Regions from separate parts of the Gossypium hirsutum genome. Here region 1 is linked to region 2. Evidence: chromatin contacts called from public Hi-C data. All regions are on one chromosome and are shown on one strand. The core of a region is the stretch at or near the end of the contact, and the rest is flanking DNA. Distances in the headings are between cores, read along the strand shown. Region 1 has its middle 42 kb from the start of LOC107886364. Region 2 holds the start of LOC107886365.

Region 1 (5,860 bases), core at 3,255-5,754, 170 kb before region 2:
TTGGGAACCGTTTCGTGTACGAAAACATTAGCTTTTAGGAAAATCGAGTTTAGTGTAAAATCCAGTTTAAAAATCCAAATGAAGTCCATAAAGTCTTAAATTACATCAACCAACCCAGAATAAAATAAAAAGAAATGAATACCGGAGCTGAATTTAAAATAGTCTAAATATGTGTGTCCATCTTCAAGTCCTCCGCTGCACCGAACCATCAAGTCTGGGGATTATCTACACAGATTAAACAGAAAAAGGGTGAGTTTTCGCAAACTCAGTTTGTAATCCCCTCAGAAAATATCAAATAACCCGGGTCTAAATCCTTTACAGAACTGGTGTGAACCTTAGTCCACTCAAATACAGAATCAGATACGAACGGGCCTTAGCTCATCTCAGATATATCATGCATAACAGTGCAGAATTATAAAGTCCTACCCACCAGCCTCTACACACCAACTCTGTCCAACCCTACACACCATGTGGGGATGAAATCGACCTACCCATTCCTACACCATGTTGTACTGAAATGCTGCACATAATCAGATAATTGCAACTGTGCTGCCAAATATCAGGCTTAGGAGCCTTTCAGAATACTTCCTCCATATACAATAACCCAACCACGATGCAATACAACATACAATATATGACGTGCAAATATGCAATTAACAGATCATACATACAAATCGGTCTAGATGCTAAGAGTAACATATATCACATAGCCAAATCATGTAATTAGGGGTCGAGTAACTCTTACCGACCCTATAGTAGGTCCCAATTTTCTTAGGCGAACCGATGAACCTTTCAAGGTATTTCAAAAAATTGGTCTCACACGCCTATGTGTCCTGCCTGTGTGGACCCACACGCTCATATAGCCCACACGGCCCAAATTGACCTTAGTCGTGTGGATCACACGGCCTGGCCCAGAATTTCACACGTCCGTGTGGTTCACCCATATAGGCCGACACACCCATGTGGCCCACACGGCCCAATTTGCTGAGCCCGTGTCTCACACATGACCTCACCAGCCATCACACAGCTGTGTCATGTGCTCGTGTCTCGCGCGCATGACCTGACTCGTCAATCACACTCCCGTGTATTGTCACACGGCCTACTACATGGGTGACCACACGCCCGTGTAGCATTGACATTTTTGTTTTTCGACTTCTGCCAATTCTCGTTTTATGTGTTTTTGGATACACACCTATTACGATATCGTTCCAACGCGCAATTACAAATCTTCAGAACCTATAATAGACATTACCAAGGCCGATTTTAGTGATACAATCGAAAACCAAACCGAAAATGTTTCTCAACAAAACCCTTAGAACATTGGAAAAGTGGACTCGTCACTTACCGAAGTGAGCCAAAAACCCAACGTTTAAAAATCTGCAGAAGCAGTAATCGCTCCTTGATTTCCACCCAATTTAAAAGAACCAAAACAATTTTTTTTCAGAGCACCAACTACGAAACGAGAGAAAGTGGCAACACAAAAACTTTTTGAAACGAGCGAGTTTAATCAACGGACACGATGAAGGCAAGAAAGAAAACAAAAGAAAAGAGGAAGAAAACAATGAAAAATTTGGCAGCACAGCAGAGAGAATTTTGCAAAAACTGAAATTTGAAAAAGATTAGAATTAAAACTGATAACTTCCCAAATCCCTTAATTATCTCCCCACTAGCCCACTACACAGAATTCCAATTGCTCTGAAACACCAACGCAGAGCTAGACAAAAATAAAACTCTCTTGCTCGCGGAGGGATTTGAACTTTAAACCCCTAACACACCAACACACATCTTAACCACTAGACCAGCAGGCCCATTCTGATATGAAATTACAAATACTTAAATATAGGCCCACTGCTCAAGTAACAGGCTTAATTCAGCAAAGTACCGAAATTTACCTAAGATAATGTTTGAACTTGGGACCTCATACACACACTCAGAATACTTAACCACTGAAGCAGATACACAGTTGTGTTATAAATTCACAGAAACAAAAAATATAACTTTTGGGGTGTTACATAATGTTTTAAATTTTTGAAATGAATATGGGAGCATCCATCCACCATGTGGATGGTTTTGATATAATATGATTTTGGTAGATACATTTACAAAATAATCAAATATGTGTTAGCAACTTGCAACCTATCGTTTGCAAGATTACTTGTTTAAATAATTAATTTTAGATTATGCAATTAAGACAATTCATATTGTTAAAACTGATGATTTTATATCGCAGTCTTTTATTGATTGAGTTTGAAAAACTTTCATAAAAGCTTGTTAGTTATGCCCATAATGGTTTAGAGAAATTATTGATTGAACGTATTTGATTAGTATCTAAACCATTACTTATGATAACTAAACTTCCTATTTCAACATGAGATTATGTTGATTTACGTGTTGTACACATCAAGCCAATAAGTTATAAATACTCCCCATTACAATTGGTTTTTAGTCAAGAGCTAAATATTTCTCATCTTTGAATTTGTGAATGTATGTATATGTCCCAATTGCTCCACCACAACGCACAAAGATGAGTGAATCATCAAAGAAATTTGGGAATATATATTAATTACAAGTTTCATTATATTATTAGATGTTTTGAATGTATTGGAGATTCAATTATGACATGTTTTGTGATTACTATTTTGATGTGATAGCTTTCCCGAAATTAAGGGGAGAGAAATAATAGTTGAATGAAATCACTGCTTGTTATCTAGATCCTTATAGAAAGTAATTTGAACCATAAGTCCAAAAAGGATAACTCACTTTATTACAAGTTAACTGTCAGATGTATTTACAAACTTAATGAGAAAAATCAAGTGTTATATACCATCTAATATTTGGAATCAAAGTCCCAGTAGGATAATTAGTTAGAATAAATAATAGATTGACCTATTCCAAAGATGAAAATTATTCTAGATGGCTATTTAATGGCAGGTACTCTAGAAGAGACCCAAGACTCTAATAACTAAAAGTCTAGAAGAGATTCAGGTACTTTAAATTGAAGATTCAAATGGTGAAAATAAAGAAATCTCGATAAGTTATGTCAATTCGAGAAAATGTGGAACCAATAATAAAATTGGTCTATAATGTTTTTGCGTGCAATATTATTGTTGAAATAATGAAATAAAATGAGGATCTTGAATAAATATATTGAGAAATATAAATATAGAATAGATTGGTCAAAATAGAAAAATGCAACTCAAGTGCAATTAATTTGTGGAGTTTTTGGACCAGTAGTCCAAATATCTAAAGGTATAAAGGTATAAAGCCAGTGAGGGTACAAATGAAATAGTTTTGCAAAAACGGAATAAAATGTGAAGTTTTTGCTAAGTCCTGGCATTGATTATGAAAAAAATATTCTTTTGTGGTGGATACAATAACCTTTAAATATATTATTAAACCGACAATTTATAAAATATTTAACTTGCGTCTAATGGTTGTTATTACAACCTTTTATGAATCACTATACAGTAAAGTTTATATTAAAATCCTTGAAGGATTTAGAATGCTAAAAGCATATTGAAATTCTTGAGAAATTTTTTATTTATATGAATTGAAATAATTTGAACATATGTGGTAAATTTGACTGAGTGAATAGTAGTTGAAATAATTTTAATATATGTGGTAAATTTGACTGGGTGAATAGTAGTTGAAGTAGGGTTATAAAATGATCCAAAATACCTATTTATATTTTTATAGAAGAATCATGATTAAAGTTTGTTATGATTATTGTTGAAACTCTTGAAAATATCAAAATATATTTCCCTAAAATTTTCTCACTCATGACTTTCAAAAGAATGGTGATAGAAATGCTTAGCAAATACATTCGAATAGTCATTTGAAAAACTAGTATTCAAGATTGAATACGTAGAATATGAGAAAGTATGTGATATTTTCATGAGGGGAGTATGTGATATTTTCATGAGAGGGAGTAAATACGCGCTGTACTCTTTTTTCCTTAACCAATGTTTTGTTCCATTGAGTTTTCCTGGTAAGGTTTTTAATGAAGCAGCATATTAGGGGTATTATAGATATGTGTACTTTGTTTCCTTCACTAGAAATTTTTTTCCCACATAGTTTTTATCTTAGTAAGGTTTTAACGAGACACATTATCAACAAATAGACATCCAAGGGGGAGTGTTATGAATATTTATTAAGTGGATGTCTATCAAGATGTAGATAAATTTTGATGTACTTTAAATTCTAATAGTAATTAGGAGTGGAGTTCTATTTCATTTATATTTCTTATATCTATAAATATAGACTTTGGATAAGCACTGTAGATGATTCCCATCAATCAATAAAATATGTTCTCTTTACTCTTTGATTCTCTTTATTTTTTATTCTTTGTATTTTATTTTATAACAAAAACTAAAATATTATAGGATAACTATAAGATCTTATAAAAGAAAAACTAACTAAAAAATTGCCTCGCACACACTAAAACTGTGTGGTTTATGAACCGTGGAAGTCATCTTTCCACACACCTTTGTTGGGCTTGGAACATGACATTAGATCTCGACTCATGGGCCCTGAATTTTTTTTTCAATTGAAACAAACATATATTGACAACCTAGTTAATGATATCAAAGAAAGTGCTCAGCATTGTATATATCAACTCAGTTTCAGTTTGACTTCCAACTCATGACTCAGTGTTTAATATGCTACCGATATTTACAATGATAAGTTACATTGTATGAGAAAAAATGCGGGTTTTAAATTATGGAAATAATGTTATTAGGAGAAATAATTGTAAATCTCGCAAAAAAATAATTTTTATAACAACATAATGTACAAATTAATTCCATTAAAAATATATTTATATTGCAGAGCAAGTGCGATTAGTATAAAAATCCCATAACAAATTTATTTTATTAATGCTAAAGTTAATAGGCATTAAAATCATTTTAACTGATATAGAATTATAATTAAAATTATTGTTAGACATTTATTTGATATGAATTCAAATTATGTCTATTGTATAAAAAACAAGAAATATTAACATTAAATTGTATTGTTAAGATTTCAATGATAATTGATGCATGTCAAGTCCTTTGCATCGAGTTACTAGGGTCACTCATAAATTGCTGAGTTTCTTGTTAATTTATTTTCAAAGTTATGACTCCTTTCTGCAATTCATTAGGTAGGAATAATGGAAATGTCAAATGGTGATTTTTTTTTTTAATTCACAATTTAGAGTGATGTATACATTTTCATTAATGAATTCTTTTTTTCCCTGCGTAACTTTTTTAGTAGCTTGAGCTTTCCAACAAAACTTTTAAACATAAAGTTAAAATAAAGAATAGACATTCCAAGAATATAATATCAAACTTTGTTGTTGTACTCCTTAAATTCATAAAGCTCTTATTAACAATTATTGTTTAAGTAGTTTTATTTTCACAAAATAGAACATAATTAAAGATGGTATAGAATAGAGTTGAGAACTTGTGAATTAGGTTTCATGATAATAAGGACAAATTCTGGATAATAAATGTAAGCCAAAATTAAATGCAATAAATTGTTTGACGCAAATATAAATGCAGGTAGGTTGCTGTTGGTCGGTCAAAGATTGAGAATGCAATATGATAAGGCAAAGTTTCCAAGTAATTATGTAATGTTTGGACTTCAAACACACCATTTCCCCAAAATAAAGTTGAAAGTTTCATCAAAAAACTAAACTCGTCTAAATACATAAGACAAAAAACATGACAACATCAGTTACGATAGATTGATAGAAGTATGAAACTTTGTTTTCAACCTTTCATTCTCGCTATGCCCAACCTTCTAAATTTTGTCTTCAAGAATCCAAATAAAATTCCAAAACTTTGGAAGGGTCCAAAATCTAAAAAATTTATAATTTGAA
Region 2 (5,778 bases), core at 586-3,085:
AATACCTTTTAAAACCTTTTTCACGGTATTGCTGCTGTAGAAGCACATTAGTAGCTTGAAAGGTTGAAAATGTTTTTACTAGCAAGTCCTCATCAATTATGTTTTCTCCACATAATTTTAGTTGAGAATTAATTTTTAAAAGTTCTGAATTGTATTCACTTACAGCCTTAAAATCTTGCAACCGTAAGTGCATCCAATCATAACGAGCTTTAGGGAGTATTACCGTTTTTTGACGGTCAAATCGTTCTTTCAAATTTTTCCACAACTCAAGAGGGTCTTTCACAATGAGATATTCCACTTTTAATCCTTCATGTAGATGATGATGAATGAAAATAATTGCTTTTGTCTTTTCTTGATTAGATGCTTCTTTATCTACTACTATAGTATTTTCTAGACCTTTAGCATCTAGGTGAATTTCAACATCTAACAACCATGACAAAAATTCTTGCTTGAGATGTCTAAGGCCGCAAGTTCAAGTTTGGCAAGATTTGATAATCACTTGAATCAAAATAAAAAATATTAGTAAAATAATAAGTATTCTAAATCGTAAAATAATTCAATTATATATACCAAATTTGCTAAATAATAATATGTATGTCAAATATTGGCGTAAAGAGAAATAGTCATAATAATAATTTAGCACAAATTACATTAATTGAAATTTCTTTTAGTAAAATAAAAACATGTATATATTATTTTCATTATTAGATTTGAGTTGTAAAAATAAATGTCCAAATGTTACCCAAAGCAAATAGTTCATCTAGAAAATAAAATAAAAGAATTATGAAAATACGTATACTGTAAATAGTTTAACGGGAGTTATACGGGTAAATTATATAAAGTTGAAATGATGTGAATTTCACTATAAACTTGTAGAAACTTGTGCTGATAACATATTATAAAACAATCAAATAAAAGAACACTTAAAGTAAATAGAGAATTTTCTTGTATCTTCTTTTCATTTACAAAAAAAGTTTTATATATAAGCTATTGACATTCAATGCAACATAAAGAAATGAAGCTTATTTAACTGTTTTATTGACACGTACATTAAGTATGTTTAATAATGAATGAGGAGTTTAACTCATTACTTTTATAAATGTTTAAATGTTATAGACATTCATTTAATGTATTTACAACAAAAGGAAAATTATTTTAAAATTTTAAATTAATTTGCAGTTAATATTGAAGTAAATTTGATTAGAATAGTTTATTAAATAAAAATAAAATAATATTTTTTTTGAAAATACTTATATGCATAAGACACTTAAAATTCTAATAAATCTTTTAAATTTTATATTAATGTTATGCAAATAATTTCTACAGCATTAATTAAAAAGTTACTATAGAAACTCAAATTTTAAAATATTTTGACAGGACTTTTTAAGGTAAAAATCATAGATTAGGGCTTATTTAACTATATATTATTATAATGTAAGGGCTTCTTTAAACGAAGTCTAGTAGTCTAAGCAGTTTTTTAAATATATTAGCCAAGAAAATTCAGGCTTCGTTTGGATGGGCGATTGACTGTGGTGCGGTGCGTTTAGCTTACTTTTTATCTCACGCTACAGTATCACTACAGTATTTAATCTCACCGCTACCACTGTTTTTACACTAACCGCAGCTAAACGCACTGCTTATCCAAACTCACCCTCAATCTCTATAGAAAAAAAAAATGGCTCTCTAAAGAAAAAGAAAGAGAAGAACGTGGGAAATTCACAAGAGGACATATTCGTAAATATGTGAAACAGGACAATGGTGGCATATTCGCTTGACATGGTGGCTCTTTACGTCATTTATCAAAAAAATGGAGGGCCATTTATAGAATTAACCAACAAACTTAGCAAATAGGGTTGTTGCGTTGTTTAACGATTAACCAAGCCTTTGATTTCTCCAGTTTCCCCTTACTAAACCCCAGCGATTGCAGGGCAGAAGCAGTTGAAAAACCCAGCAACCAAGAATAATTTATAACTAAAGAATAAAATTTGATTTCTTTCCTTCTTTGAATATTTTGTTCTCATGGTACTTTAGCAGTCTCCGTTGCTCCCTATATACACTCACACTGTATCAACATACGCTCCAACCGTAGCCGGCCATGGCTCTCCCTATTGGAAAGCTAAGTATACTCGTCGGTGCAGGTCTGTGCCATCGTTGCTCCCCTCAAATTTCTTTTTGAACTTATGATTCAGTTATCTTTTGGATTTCTGAGGGTTTCTTACGTTTTGCGGTTGCTAAATCCGTTTAATATTTTGGGTTAGTTGAACTAAATTTAGGGTTTTAGATGGACCCTTTGTTTCGAGTTGTGTTTAGCTCGTGGGATTTATGTTGTTCGGTTTGTTGGATTCTAGGGAATGGCTACTGGTTATGGTGCTGAGTTGGCAATTGATTTCATTGAATTGGGGTGGTTTTATCTGGCTCCTGTGTTTTAGTGCTTTGTTAGATACCGTATAATGCATTAGGGACCAAGGTCCTAGCTGTGGGACTGGGATTGAAACTGGAACGGGAAGCTGGAATCTTGTTTTTGTTAGCTTAAGATGATGAGCTTGAAGGAAGATTTTACAAACAGAGGGGGCCTCTGTAGATTTTACAGGCTAGTAGGCTGGAGTGATATTCAATGGAACTGTAAATGTTTATAATATCAAACGGTATCTATATGTTGTAAAAATGACTTTGTTATCTTATTGTGAAGTATCTTGATGCCTTCTCTACTAATGGAAGATGATCCCTATAGACATTTATGGTCTAGGATAGTAATTTCATAGGCTTAGTCTTTACTTCACCATTGAGAGAGAATAAAAGCATCGTTTTTTATTCTAAATCGATCAATTGATTAGACAAACTCTTTGCTTTGAAAATTATGATCAAACTAGTATGTTCATATGTGAACATATTATTTTTATGTTTGTTGAGTAAAAACGTACCTACCAACTTGGATATGCCTCAGCCATTAGAAAGAACCACTTTTCTAACTAATTTGGCTGTTATTTTCTTTCTAGGTGTTGTTGGCTCAATTCTTGCGAAAGAAGGACACATGCGAAATCTTTCTGATTTTGTTTGTGGTGCTTTCAAGGTACTTTTTCCATTTCTTAAGTGAAATGCAATTTTCTTTTAATATATAAAATTGAGATGATGCTGCAGTTCCTTTCTTGCTGACTTGGTAATAATTTCTCCTGCTGCAGTTTGCTTTTCGGCAACTTAAACATGATGATTCTACTCCATCAGGAAACAAGCCACGCAATGACTATTTGATGGATCAGGTTTATACTTGATCTCCTATGCCCATTATGAGTAAACTATAATATAGTAGCTTCTGATATTTGGAACTGTTTCTGCTTGTTTGATTGTTATAGTCGAAAATTGAGATGCCAATTGAACAATGACAATGATTTTTATGATGTTCTATGACCCTTCAGTCTTTTACTAAGTAATTGATGATTGAAAAGAAATTACCAGCCTCCAGGTGTTATTGATGATTATAACTAATTTTTACCTCTGTTTTGTAGTGATGAAATTTGGCTGCATTTGCTTCAAGATTAATTTCTTTTGACATTTCTGTATGGTGCTAAGGAGTTGGTTGCTGAGTCCAATTTTAAAATTCTATGTTTAATTACATCCTGAAAAAAAAATTAGCATGTGGCCTGGAAAATTGGTAGATTAGTTTTTGCATATTGTTAATTATCCTATGTATTTACATGTCTTTGTTACTTCATTGAGCAATATATTATTGCGAACGCCAAGCAGTCTTGAACCTTATTCATTCTGTGTGCTTTTCATTTCATTGATGATGGCTCCCTATTATCCTGATACCAAGCTTTGTTTATTTATTTATTTATTTATTATTATTTTTTTGAGAGTAGCTTTATATTTGAATTTGTAGAATTTTATCTTGTTCAAATTTGTCAACTTTTGCAGGTTAATAGCCTAAGGCAGGAACTTCAAATCTTAGCATCAAACAGACCAGTTACCATTGTAACTGGACGTGGATCAGGTTATTGTTGTTTCCTCTGAAAGTTGAAGGCAAACTTTTGATGTTGATCATTTGCATAAGTGGCGCATACACTTGCTGCAATTTTTTACAGTGTACCAAATTTGTATTTCCTTGTAATCCTTTTATGCAATATGGACAACTATTATGGATCCATATGAATGAGCAAATAATGATGATACCTTTTCTTGGAGGCATTATAACTTCCAACGTTAATTAATTAAATTCTACTTTTATCGTGTTCCTGAGGATTGTTTCGGAAATGTTTTTGCCTTATGCAGGTAGCAGCAAATACAGAATAATAATTGTTGTTGTAGTAGTTGGATATGGCTATGTTTGGTGGAAGGTAAATATTTTTTATTCTTTTGAGCGTATTAATTTGTGTAGGTTATATAGAGCAACAAATAAGATAATTGAATTCCTGATAATAAAGCCACATAAAAAATTCTGGCACTATTTGCATTTTCTCTTTGCAAAATATAAGATACCGGTACTTTGCTGGCTAGTTCTTCTGTGACCTAAGGCTGAAACTTTTATGGTTTAAGTTGGCTTGCTACCATTCTTTTTGTGAACTTATAGAGTTCATTGGTCTGTACTTTTTTCTCAAATGAACTTTTAGAACTGATGAGCAGTTGATTTTTCACATGAACATGCTACGGATATCACAACATAAGTGGTGGTGAGAAATTTATTTTTGGTGGGATGACCGAAATCAGCAATGAAGCTGATGGACTGATGGTTATTTGTCAGCGATTAAGTTTTGCAGATAAGAATGTAAAATGTTTTCTAGCATGTATTGGAAGTACTTGGTAGATAAATATTCAAATAAACAGTTTAAAATTTTAATTTCTTGTAATTCCAGTTTATTGATCAGTAAATTTTATACACATCTATATATATATATTAGAAAACAGAAGCAGGAATTGCTGCTCTATTCCATTTCTTATATATATTTTGCTTAGAAAAATTGTTCCTTTACTTGCTGTTATTGTTATATTCCACAAATGGTTTCAGGGTTGGAGACTTCCTGATATGATGTTTGCAACAAGACGTAGTTTATCTGATGCGCGTGATGCCATGGCAAAGCAGCTTGATAGTGTTTACTCATCAATCTCGGCAAGTTTCTCTTTTCTTTCATTTATTTTTCTCATTTAAATTTGTTCTTTGCTATTTTACAATATGATATCCTGCTTAAATCCCTGAATGGCCACCTAATATGTAAGTTTCAACTATAAGCTACATGTTTTTGGTTTCCATACTTCATGTCAGTGTTTTACCTACTAAAATTAACTAGCTCTCCTTTGTTTCTCTTCCTTTATAATTTTTCTTTTTCTCTTCTAGGCTACCAGGCGACATTTGTTGTCAAGAATTGAGGGTGTGGATAACCATCTGAATGAAATTGCAGATATTGCTGCCACTACTGAAGACGAGGTAGATATAAGTTTGTGGTACTAGCTTAGTTTTCATTTAAACAAGGTTGACTGTTATTAACCGAAATTTTTTATTGTTATTAACTGAATTGATTGAGTTGTATAGGTTTCTCTGCTACAAGATAAATCAAAGATGCTCAACAGCAATGTTCAATCTGTTCGATATGTTGTTCAAACTCTGGTAAGCATTCTTTAGAATTGATTTTTTCTGCATTCTTCCGCATTGTGTTTACTAGGTACCTTGATACCGTTTGGATTCGGAACTAAGATTACCCTCGCTCTCTTCAGGAAAGTAAGATCAACAGAATAGAAGGGAAGCAGGTAATTCTTATATTAACAACCGAAATATACAGTGCAACATTA

Evidence for each region. Hi-C and Micro-C count contacts between places; a contact is called where the count stands out from the background.
Region 1: a contact with region 2 is called in a Hi-C map of leaf, with 4 times the contacts expected there. The contact joins the enhancer-like site here to the promoter of LOC107886365 in region 2. A contact is called at or near these places in 10 of 34 Hi-C or Micro-C datasets (callus, hypocotyl, leaf and 1 more).

Annotation. Positions count from the first base shown.
Region 1 is chrA03:78,670,120-78,675,979 of Gossypium_hirsutum_v2.1, reverse strand. No RefSeq gene overlaps it. Among protein-coding and RNA genes, the nearest start is that of LOC107886364, 42 kb to the right of the region's middle. Within about 2 kb of position 4,504, at least 1 of the 9 cell types and tissues checked has an H3K27ac peak or open chromatin away from gene starts, as enhancers often do. A contact at or near this core is called in leaf, where this site is marked.
Region 2 is chrA03:78,499,695-78,505,472 of Gossypium_hirsutum_v2.1, reverse strand. LOC107886365 reads left to right here and starts at 1,835. Exons shown (of 14, transcript XM_016810291.2): 1 at 1,835-2,138; 2 at 2,997-3,070; 3 at 3,180-3,257; 4 at 3,913-3,988; 5 at 4,267-4,331; 6 at 5,000-5,101; 7 at 5,327-5,416; 8 at 5,522-5,596; 9 at 5,704-5,736. The coding sequence starts at 2,096.